2 separate regions of the Gossypium arboreum genome follow, and region 2 is linked to region 1. Evidence: chromatin contacts called from public Hi-C data. All regions are on one chromosome and are shown on one strand. The core of a region is the stretch at or near the end of the contact, and the rest is flanking DNA. Distances in the headings are between cores, read along the strand shown. Region 1 holds the start of LOC108474849 (disease resistance protein RPV1-like). Region 2 holds the start of LOC108475972 (paired amphipathic helix protein Sin3-like 4).

Region 1 (6,452 bases), core at 1,023-3,522:
AAATTCAGATTTTGTAAACATAGATAATAAGCTTTAGCCCTAGCCCTAGACTCGGTGGATTCTGGATTTTGAATCGATCCTCGAAAATTAATTTTCTCCTCCAAACAATAAACTGATTATAGCAATTAAGAACATTATAACCGTCAATTCTTTATCTTATAGTTGATCCCGGTACGACCTGCAAATCAATCCTTACCGATTATTTAACCGAGATACACGCGTTTTCGATTCAAGATTCCAGCAGCCTTGCGTTCTGAAGAACCCAACTCGAATTAACAGCCTCAACCGCGCGAGTTGTTTAAACCCAATCACTTCTTCATTGATTTGTTCTCAGAGATCCAAATAAAGCACTGCCGACTCAATTCTCCAACTGTCTGCAAACATGACTCCAACCCAACTTGCTTTTTGATTTAAAATCGAGTTAATTTTAGGAGATGAATTTGTCAATCTCAATACTTAGGAAAATAATGAATAACGATTGAAAGGATTTTTAGTACGGATACGTATCTTATGATTTCCGATCGAAAAGAATGTCAACCTAAAGCTAAATTAAAATTTAGTGAAGCATGGATTTAATTATGCTTTGGTTGGCTATGGAGTGAATTTGAATGAAAATAATAGAAGTTGAGAAGGGAAGGGACTTGGAAAGATATTAAACAAATTTTGCAAAAACAAGGAAATGGAAACGAAAGTAAGTTGAATTTGGAAGGAAAAGAATAATTCTTATTTAATTAAAGTGAAATCAAATGTCTTTTCAAGCTACCACAAATGTCCTATTAATGTACATATAAATTTGACTTGACTAACCAGTACACATAATTAAAATTTAATAAAAATAAAATTAGATTTTCTAATTTTAGCTTTCACAAAATCAAAAGAAATAATGAGTCTTTAGTTATTTCCAAGTTTTTTTATTTGGTCTCACTTTATTCATTGTGCTGCAAATTGATTTTTTTTCTCATTTTTTTTACTTATAACATTCAAATTGTATTCCTGTTAAGATTAAAATATAAAATTACTAATTTAAATTTGACAGGATCAATTAAGAATTAACTAATTTAAACACAAAAAACAATACAAATTTAACATGTTATAAGAACTTTCATGGGAAAACAACCTCATTGTATTCTCCGGTCAAAACCCAAAATATAGATGCCATCATTAAGAACAAGTTATTGTACAACACAAAACCCCAAGTGCTCCCAAGGTTCATCACCATATGCTTAATGTAAACCGTTTCAGTAGCGATGGTAGCCAAATACGCAAACGCCCATAATATGCAATCAAAGTAAAAGCGGAATCACTAGCTACATACTCAATAGTACCACCCAAAATGATCAAAAGAGACATAACTGTGAGCTTTGAAGGACAAGGCTGCCTCCTAAAGGTTGTATAAGCCAAGGCAACCAAAGGGGGTGTCAAAGATCTAAACACTATGAAAGTCTCCACATTGGCATGGTTCATGACGTAAAATTCCAAACTTGCCCAAAACCCACCCTAAAGCAAAAGTTAAGTAATGTAATGCAGTCAATAAACCTGGGTAATTGAATTTGGTAATTTCAACTTTGTTTATAACAGCACGTAAGCTTGAACAAAATGCATAACCAATTACAAAACTGCTTGTAGCGTTGTAGTTTTTGAGTGGATTCAAATCTAATGATTGACATTTTGGTAATCCAGAAAGATTATAAATTTATTCTCAAAAAATAACTAACACCTAAAGTTAAAAACAACAGGTTTTAAACGAAATTGACAATGGCAGATGCATTAATGGGAACTATAACAGGATGTGGGTAGTAGAGAATGTTATATGATTTGACAAGAAAAATCAACGAATAAACAATTTTAAAAGTATAATGATGAAATTAAAAGAGATATACAATGGAAACAGAGATCGAAATGAATGGTTGTGGGAAGGGCTGAAACGAGGTTTTATGGAGAGATGAAAGGTATGGGGTTGGCCATTGAGGCGTAAAGGGTGTGCACTATAATCAAAATCAGCGTGTTTCAGAGGTTGTTTCCCCACGTCCCACGACTCTGGTTAGGGAAGAACGATGAAATATGACCATGAAAAAAGTGAAAGGAAATTTTGATTGGTGGAAAAGTTTGTCTTGGTCAAAGAAGTATATTATAGTGGATTTGGTGTGCCAAGTCAGACTTCCATTATGGGGTTAACGGTTGGTCACTAAAATAAAAAATTTTCTAAGGCAGTGACTAAAATACAAATCTTTTAATTTGAGTGATCAAACTAGATATTACCCAAAATATTTTTAGGTGACACTGAAACGTGTTCCTCACTTAGCCTCGTATTCTGAGTGTCAGTGTCACCAGTACAGGGAGCGAATGTAATACTTTTCTTCTCATGGCTGCTTCAAATGAATCTGACCACCTTCTTTTTGCACCCACCGACATAGGTAATTTATGCTAATAAGTGGGATCGAAAAGCTAAAGAGGAGAGAGAGAAGAAATAAAATGGAGAGCGCCGGTGTAGTTTCAACCACAACTCCGACGTCTTTCAGGCTCCGATGGGACGTGTTCCTCAGTTTCAGAGGCGAAGATACTCGTCACGGCATCACCAACACCCTGTACTGCTCGCTTGTGAGAGAAGGCTTGCGAGTCTTTCGAGATGATGACGCTTTGAGACGTGGAGACGAGATCGCACCGAGTTTGGTGGAAGCCATCGAAGACTCGGCTGCATTCGTTGTCATTCTCTCTGAAAATTACGCTTCCTCCCATTGGTGCCTTGAAGAATTGGCCAGGATCTGCGAGTTCCATAGCCGGTGCCGTAGACTGGTTCTGCCTGTGTTCTATGGGGTTGACCCCTCTCATGTTCGAAAACAGATGGGACCTTTTAAGGAAGCCTTCTTTAGCCACGAAAACAGATTCGGAGAAAAACAGGCCAACAGATGGAGGGAAGCCATGGCCAAAGTTGGCTCCCTAGCTGGTTTCGTTAAAAGGTAAGGTTTTCCCCTTTTATCTACTAATCACCTCAAATCTCTCGTGTTTCTGCAATTATTTTAATTAAATATTTAAGTAGATTACATTAGGGCTTTTGATATAAATTTAAGAAATTAAAAATCACACTACCATGCGAGTGAGGGAAGAATTATAATATTTTTTTAAAATAAATAACTTAGGTTTTAAATAATTTTATTGAATTTGGTCAGACAAAGATGAATTTAAATTTAGTGTTAATGATTGTTTTAGGTTTTATTTAGTTAACAATCTATATTTCAAATTAATTCGCTTAACTAGCTTTCATATACACAAATTGATAGTGTGTGTTATTTAGATTTTAAATTAATTGCAAATTTTAGCATATAATTTTCAAAATTAGAAAATTTTGTTTATTTTATTGCATGATTATAAAATGAATTTATTTAGTATAAGGTGTTTGGTTGGATTCAGGAACGACCTATGCATGGTATTAACTATTAATATCATGTATACTTGCTTAACTCTAACCCTAAAAAAGATTGAAATTTTTCTATTTGGAATTTTCTTAGGTCTAATTTCTATTACTTTGGTTGGATTATTCGTAACCGGTGATTAGTTGGATCTTTGACTAATTAATTTACCTTTTTTGACTCACCCCTTTAATTCTTTAATTTTAATTTTATCCAAAGAGGTCAAATTCGAATTGCTATTTATTTATTTTTTTAGTTTGGTGTAATTTTCGACCTAACAAGAGCGGAATCACACTCTGTAGGATTTGAACCTATAACATTGGGTTTTGGTCTCGAATTATGAACATTAAATTTTGTTCAAAACCTTTTATATTTATAAATGACTATTTAAATCCATTTAAGCTTATCTATATTTTTTATTAAATAAAATATAATTATTTTTATTTAATATTTAGTAATTATATATATTTGTCATCTTTTACTGTCAATATTTATTCCTTTTATTAAATCTAAACATATACTGATTTAAAATTTTTAACATTTACATTATAGTATAATATATTTAATTTTTATATGATATATAAATTACTTAATATACTTATGACCAATGTTTATCCCTTTAATAAGCTTACAGAACATGAATGATTTGTAACTGGACTGGCTTCAGTAGATCTCTTGGAAAATCAAAAGAAAATTTTATTTAATACATAAACTAAACTAAAATAAATAACATATCATTAACATAAACTTGAAAATGGTGGGTCGAGTTGAGTCAGACTCTGGCTTTAAATATTAGAGCTTGAGTTCGACCTATATTTTAAACAATTTTTTTTTTGCTCAAACTCATTTTCAGGTTTAATATTTTTGTCCCAATTCTTTTCAAATTTCGAGTGCACCTTCAAACTTAGGTAGATAGCTTAACTCTCGAATAGGTCTACTTAATAGTTTTAAAAGTTAATATCAATGATAATTATATTTTACTTTTGTTTTGTTTTTACTTTCTATTTCTTTTTAAATTATTTTATGCAGATGTATGTTAAATATTTAAAACTTGAATTTAATTTAATTATATGTTAACATTGAATTTTTTTTACTTTTATATTTTAGTTAATTTCTTTTCCATTAAAATTTTCTAAATAAAGTAATTTTACATGAAATTTTAATAAATTAATATATAACTGATTTAAATATAAATTTAAAATTTTAATTTTTAAAATAAAATATATCTTAATGCCATTAATTTTTCATTATTTTATAATTAAAATAGACAGAAAAAATAGAACAAAACTAAATAATAAAAAGAATATAATCATTTTTTTATTTTAAACTTAAAAAAGGGATAGGTGGGTATTCTTTACACTAAATTCAAGAGGATAAGTGTTTTGATGGTTTTTTTTTATAAATTTATTAATTGAGATGATGACAGTATAAATATTATATGAAAAGGGTAACAAAAACTTAAATTGTTAGCTGATAGGTTGTTGAGACCTACAAAATAAAATTTACTTAAATAAATGAAACTTTATAGTTAATTGTGAGTAAGGTTGAATTTACGAAGATCAGTAATAATTTTATTTATTTAATAAACAAGTAAAATAAAAACTAAATAAAGATATTTGAAATTAAAACTAAAATTAAAATAAAGTAAAAAGAAATAGTAAAATAAAATATAAGATAATTTCCATTCCATTTAAGGGTTTGATCATTGATATAAAAATGATTTCAATGCTTTTCAATAAATTTGTTATAGTTGCTGGCGATTGTCTAGCAACTTAATCTCTATTTACCTTCTCGATAATCAAGACAATCGTCATTAATTATTTTCCTTATTGACAAATAATCCTATAACAATCGTTTAGGATTTAATCTATCAATAGCATTGAGGACAAAAAAGATCTAATTCTGACCAACAAACATACAATCAAGGTTCATTTAAGTTAGATTGCATGCTCACATTACACAAACAAAGATGTAGTTCGTGTCAAATATTAGAAATCAATCAATTGATTAAATACCTAATTGATAAGGCAATCATTTTAAGCTATCAAATACTGGTAAAATATTTAACAAACTTGAACAATTGTAATTAAATTAGAAGACATGCAAATACCAAAGAATAAAGAAAAGATTAAGAATAACTCGAACTCACAAACTTTATAGAATCAAACTTCAAATAATTCTTTGACTAAAAAGGAAAAGTTTAGCAACCCATGAAGACAATAAAACACAAAATCAAAATAAAATTAAGGGTTGTTATGTTTCCGTCTCCCAAACAAAAGTGCCATTGAATACATAAATCAAATTTTTTATAGATTTTCTTGATAATTTTCACATCAAACTTTCAGATCGTTTTTTGCACCTTCTTGATTTTTAGGCTCTTCGAATTATTATGGATCCAAAACGGAAGTCTATAACTCAAGTTATGACTAAAATACTGAAACTACGTTGTATTAAAAGTCCAAATCGCAAAAACTTGTCAAAATTATACTTTAAGCTCATTTTCTCTAATTATTCTCTAAATTTATAATAAATAAAATATATTTATTAATAATATAATTAAAAACATAATTAGAGAAAAATATAACAAATAATTATCATTAACATTGATTTAATATATTTTTCTAAACTTCTCATTCTTATATGTTTATGCACACTCAAATTCTCGTTCAATAGGAATCATACTAACTTATTAAGCAAGTTAAAAGTCAATCAGCTAAACTCAATTAATATTTTAAATGTATCTATTCAAAAAAAATTTTTAATTGTGATCTTTAAACCAATAACATTATTCAAGAGAATGTCTTTACTTTATCTTGAATGAAAGATAGTGGTTGGCAATTGGAATACCTATGAAGCTGTAAAGTATATTAGAGTAGAAATCGAAACCCCAGATTTTTTAAAAAAAGAAAGAAAGGCTCGACACATTTATCTAAGATGTTCCAAGTTTTCATTGCTGCAATAGTTTGATGCAACTCTTCTTTACCAAGTAGGTTCTAACTTTTACAGTGCATTCATGTTGGTTTGCAGTGATGAAAAGGAATTGAT
Region 2 (5,595 bases), core at 28-2,527, 200 kb before region 1:
GCTCTTCACAGATGAAAAATTGGAAACTTGCCCATCTGGAAAAGAAAGAATATTACTATTTTTTGCTATCTACAAACATCTTTAGAGAAAATGAAATATTTCCAACCAGAACTTTAGGGAAAAAACATATCTTTTCGTCAAAGGTCAAAGATAATTCACAATTATAAAAGAGGCCAAACTTACTTAAACTAAGATTAAACAAGCAAAAACACTAATCAAATCTGCTAAACTAAACAAGCGAAAGAAAAACGACAGTAATTGACCTGTAACGATTTCAAACTTAATCTCATTGTAGCTTTCATAACGAAAACACGAAATTGGACCAAACAATACTCAATATACAAAGAAGATAAAATTTTATTTTACCCTTCTCCTCGAGAAGAAACCACTGGTCTTTTAAGTTGGGAGCCGCCGATGTAAACCTCATCTCTAGACCGCTTCATCTCTTTTCCTTTTTCCAATCAAGATAGAAGTTTTTTCCAACCTTTTTCTTTATTTTCACCAACAAATCATGCTTTGAGCTTTGATTTATCTCCAAACAGAAATTCCTACAATCAACAACAAGAAGATGAAAAAAAACACAGTTATTTAAACCAAAAATTAAGCACAAAGCAGATCTCAAAACCAAACAGAAAATCACCAAACGAAGAAAATTCTTTTTTTTTTCTTTTATCTCCTTACCTCCCCAACAGATCATCACCAAGAAGAATTTTACAAGTAAATTTACATTACTTGCAGATAAAGGCACGCTAAATGAAACAGAAAACCAAAATATTACTTCAGTTTTCTCACACAAAAAGGGGGAAAAAATGGCCAAATTATAAAGATTAAAACAAACAAAAAAAAATTTCAGTGTTCTTAAGCAAACTCTGCAAAGAACAACAACAACAACAAAAAGGAGTTGAATATTTCAGATCGAAGGATTCTCGTGATTGTAGCAAAGACGTTGAAGAGAGGGGATTTTACGAGAATTAAAATTTATTTTCTTTTTATTTAATATTTTTGGCTTTGGAGAAACAGTGTTGTTTGTTGTTGATGTAAAATTTTTGAAGAGAGGAAAAGAGTTTAAGATTTGTGATTTATTTATATAATGGGAAGTGCGCGATGGATATCAATTGCTCTCTCATTCCTAGTATGAAGAGGAGAAAAGGAGGTATGGGGAGGATAGCTATTACACGCCCGCTAGCCGGTTGCTTTCGTTTTGGTTTACCGGTTGTCGTCGGTTAGTGCTGGAAGGGTAATTCTATTTTCATCAATAAAAGGAAAATTAGGGTATGGTTAGGGATTTCTAAGAGGCAATTTTTTATAAAAAAAAAATCATAAATTGTTGGTAATGTTTTTTAAAAAAATATGTGTATTAACATATTCTATTACGTTAATTAATCACAAATATGAAAATATATATATTTTTAATTCCTTAGCTGAAATTTTAATAATTTAATAATTTCGGTTGTTTTAATCATAGTTTTTTTAAGTTATAATTATATATTTTACAACTGGAAAAAAACAGGGTCTCAAGTTATGAAATCTTAAGCATCGAGAAAGCAGGTGGGCAGCTTCAATAATAGGGTTAAAAGATTGTAAAGGGGAAATAAGGGTAAAAGGGTAAATTGAATGAAATTGAAATTAGGGTTAGGGATTGGGAAGGGAGCAAAGGATATGTTGTAAAAATAAAAAATTGCAACTTCAAATATAGGAAGAAGGAGACTTTGAATGTGAAAAATGACAATGTTAATGTTTTTCTGGGTTTACTTCTCTATTTTTGGATCATATTAACAATCATGCTTCGAAAAAATAAGGGATAAGAGTTAAATGGATTAGACAAAACATTAAAAGTTTTTCTTACATTGAGAAAGTAAAAGAAAACATTAAAAAAAATTGCTTGCATGGATTGGAGAAAGGATTTCTTTTGAGTTATTTGATGGTTTGTGTTAATACTACTTGCAAAAGGATAAGGTGTAAAGGGAAATTTAGAAGTGAAAAGTAATGGGCTGGTGAAAGCCTGGGTCAGTGAACAAATACATGAAGTGAGGGCTAAGCCCATGGATTACCCAAGGTTCAACCGCAATTTCTGACCCAAGTTAAGCTGGCCTTGTCGGTTCGGCTCTTTGTATAGGAGATCTACTTATATTAGTTTATTTTTCTTTTTCTTTTCTTTTTTCTTTTTTTTATTAATTAACCATCATAATAACAACTCTCATTTTATAATTCAATATATAATACGTATTATATAAAAGGAAGGAAGGTTATATAAGTGGCAATTCTCTTTCTTTTTTCTTTTTTCAAGTTATGTTTTTAGAATATTTTTATTTCGATTAAAATATTACATGATTATGTATAATCCGAATATTCTAAAAATTATAGAGACTAATATACGGTTACCCATTTATAAGACAATAGTCAAATTTTAATTTTAACCTCTAGATTATGCTGAAACTTAAGATTTAATCTATATATTTTATTTTTTACATAATTTAATCCCTTTATTTTTATAATATTATTAGTTACTCTAAATAATTAATATTATTAACTATTTCAATCAAAATGCTAATGCTATTTTTCTTAACATTATTCTAACAAAATTTTGATTTTTACCATAACGAATTGAATGTGTGTTTTTAAAAGAAATTCTAATCAATATTTTCAACATTATTTTTATTGTTACGTGACTATCAAGTGAACATTTTTTTTATTTTAAAATTTTAATAGAAGAATTTTAACAGTAGTAATAGACCTAATCATGAGTCGAGCCACCTGTTTAGGCCTGATGGTCTACTTGAAAAGTGACAAGCTTGAGCAAAAATATAAGCCCAAAAAATGAGATTGGATAAAAAAATAATGCCTATTTTTCTACACGGTTTGAGCCTCGAGTAAGATTTTCCTTGGCCTGATCCAATCAACCTAAACTTTCTTTTATGCTGTTGTTTGTTGCTATTTTGTTGTCATTCCGCTATTATATTGCTACTATTTTGTTGTTATTGTTTAGATATTATATAACTCTTATTTTATTGTAAATTTTGCTACTATTTTAGAGATATTTGTTTGCTAAGTTGCAACTATCTTAGTGTTATTTAAGTATAAAGACTTTTTTTTTAATGTATTTTCAATTTGTTGGGATATCTATTTTTAAATCCAAAAACTAAAAGACTATATTCTAAAAATAAAAATAAGGACTAAATTTCAAATGTAGGAGGTGTTAGGGACTTGGAGCATGTTTTAACTTTCAAATTTTTACTTTATAAATTGACACGAACAAATAACCAACTTAATGCGAAACGTAGGTTAAAAACAGACCTAGTTATGGGTCAAGTTGAGTTTGAATCGGGGTGATGCCAAAATGTAGGCATGTTTTTTAGGCTCCGGTCCAACCCAAAAAATGGTCCTAAAATTTTTGCCCATACCCGTTCCAAATAAAAAGATGCTAAACCCGAGCTTGACCCTACCCGCATTAAATTTTTTATATTATTTTTATATAAAAATAATTTTTAAAAAATATAATACATTAAATACACTAAAAACATTAAAATAAAATTTTCGCAACAAATTAAAAATACATTAAAAAATCTTTATACTTAAATAATATAAAGATAGTTAAAACTTAGCAAGCAAAATGATAGAAAAACAATAGCAAAAGAAAAAAGGACATATTTGGGCTGACTCAGGCCCCAACAAAAAATTCTTACTTAAGACTTGACCATTTGAGAAAATGAGCCTTTTTTTTTTTTGTCAAAGTTTATTTTTCGAGCCTATATTTTGTACTTAAATTCTCTCATTTTTTAGATGGGCCTTTGGGTATAGAATACATAACTCAACCCATGATCAAGTCTAGTTGAGAACCATATTAGTATATATAATAAGGATGATTATTAGATATATTAAAGGTAGAATTTTTTCTTTTGTAATATCACAAGTGAAATTAAGAAACATTTATTTTTCCTTAATTGATATTTAAAAATAGTAAATAAATGAGATTCATGGCGGTTTTATAACTTTGCTTTTAAAATTAAGTTTATGTACTTTTCACGAGTTTTATTTTTAGGAAATTAGTTTATTTATTTTTTAGATTTAAAATTCATGTCCAACTGTTAACATCGATAATTAATTTTTAATTTTAAATTCATTACAACATCATTTTTTTAGTTACGTTATTTTTTTATTTCAAAACATCATACCAACAAATTTAAAAATTTGAACAACTTAACTAAAATTTTAAAATCTAAAAATAAAAAGATTAAATTCTTAAAAATACGTGTTAAATTCCTAAAAATAAAAAATATAGAGATTAAAATTTAAATTTATTAACAGCATAATCAAGTTTGCTTAATTTTGTTCATTAAATCACGATGATTATGTATTGCCTTGAGTCAAAGACCTAAAACATATAGATGGAGGAAACAATTGCAACCAATGCAATTGGCTTTTCAGTTGATAAAGCTGCACCCTGCAATATCAAGTAATCAGCAACATGGGCTTTCCTTGGGTACGCTGCTAGTCCGCTACTCTGTGGCTTCAGTTTGGTATAAAATTAGGCACCAAAACCCTCGTTGAGATAACTATTAATGAATGAAAAAGCTTAAATGAGAGGGTTTTTGTGTGTTGATTTGTTTATTTTAATTTTTTATTCATTAAAAACTCTTCTTTTTTCTTTTAAGTTAACGAACATTAAATCAGTGTATCATAAATATTGGACAATTATATTTGGGAACATACTTATAATCATATAACCAGATTAAAATAAAATATGTTTTTGAACGGTAAAAGAAAAAAACCAAACAAATTACAATTAAATATATTTTTATTTTTAGATATTAAATAATTAAAAAACATATATATTAGTGGAAATTATATTATAAAATAAATAAAATATAATAGTTAAATAATTAAATAATAAACAAATTTTTTATACAATATTAGAACTCGTATAAAACGAATGTCTAATAATAATTTTGTTCCTTCTCAACCTTGGCAATAAATATACCAAGTAAGAGGGAATTGGCAAACAAAGTGACGTCACTGTCTCCTTCTCAATATGCATAGACAAGCATTCATAGGAAGTGGTCTAAGAATTGAACTACCGAAGGTAAGCCTATACGAATATAGGAGATTTAGAATTCCAACCAAGTCCAATTTACTTTGACATTATTTTTCTTAAGGACCACGAAAGGCGAGTTTAATGGCCTCCAGGCCCAATTACTATTCCCAATATTTTGTAACTTGTACCTGATTTTACGTTTTTATTTTAAATAATATATTTTATAATTTTAAAATATATATATACTAATTAAATCAGAATTAGTCTAATTTAAAATACACTTCCATTAGATTTGAAAAAATATATTTAAGAGAATAAAATAACATTTTAGAAATAACGAAAATGAAAAGTAGATAATAACTCGTAATAAAATATTAAATAATTAGATCTAATAACTTATCATTTGAATATGAATTAAAATTTCATCTACAAAAAATCATTACTTTAATACTGTTAACTTTAACATAATATTTTAGAACACAATGGTTAACAACATTCACAATTATATAAATTTTAGTATAATCAAATAATAGTAAAACTGTAGTAATAATAAGTAAGCATTT

The links. A called contact is a pair of places that touch in the nucleus more often than the background predicts.
Region 2: a contact with region 1 is called in a Hi-C map of leaf, with 2.5 times the contacts expected there. The contact joins the promoter of LOC108475972 here to the promoter of LOC108474849 in region 1. A contact is called at or near these places in 2 of 5 Hi-C or Micro-C datasets (both in leaf).

The regions. Positions count from the first base shown.
Region 1 is chr3:12,283,145-12,289,596 of ASM2569848v2, reverse strand. It overlaps LOC108474849 (disease resistance protein RPV1-like), which reads left to right and starts at 2,272. Exons shown (of 5, transcript XM_017776877.2): 1 at 2,272-2,957; 2 at 6,435-6,452. The coding sequence starts at 2,422. It also overlaps the pseudogene LOC128290341.
Region 2 is chr3:12,478,561-12,484,155 of ASM2569848v2, reverse strand. LOC108475972 (paired amphipathic helix protein Sin3-like 4) reads right to left here and starts at 1,277. Exons shown (of 24, transcript XM_017777993.2): 1 at 682-1,277; 2 at 367-548. The coding sequence starts at 443.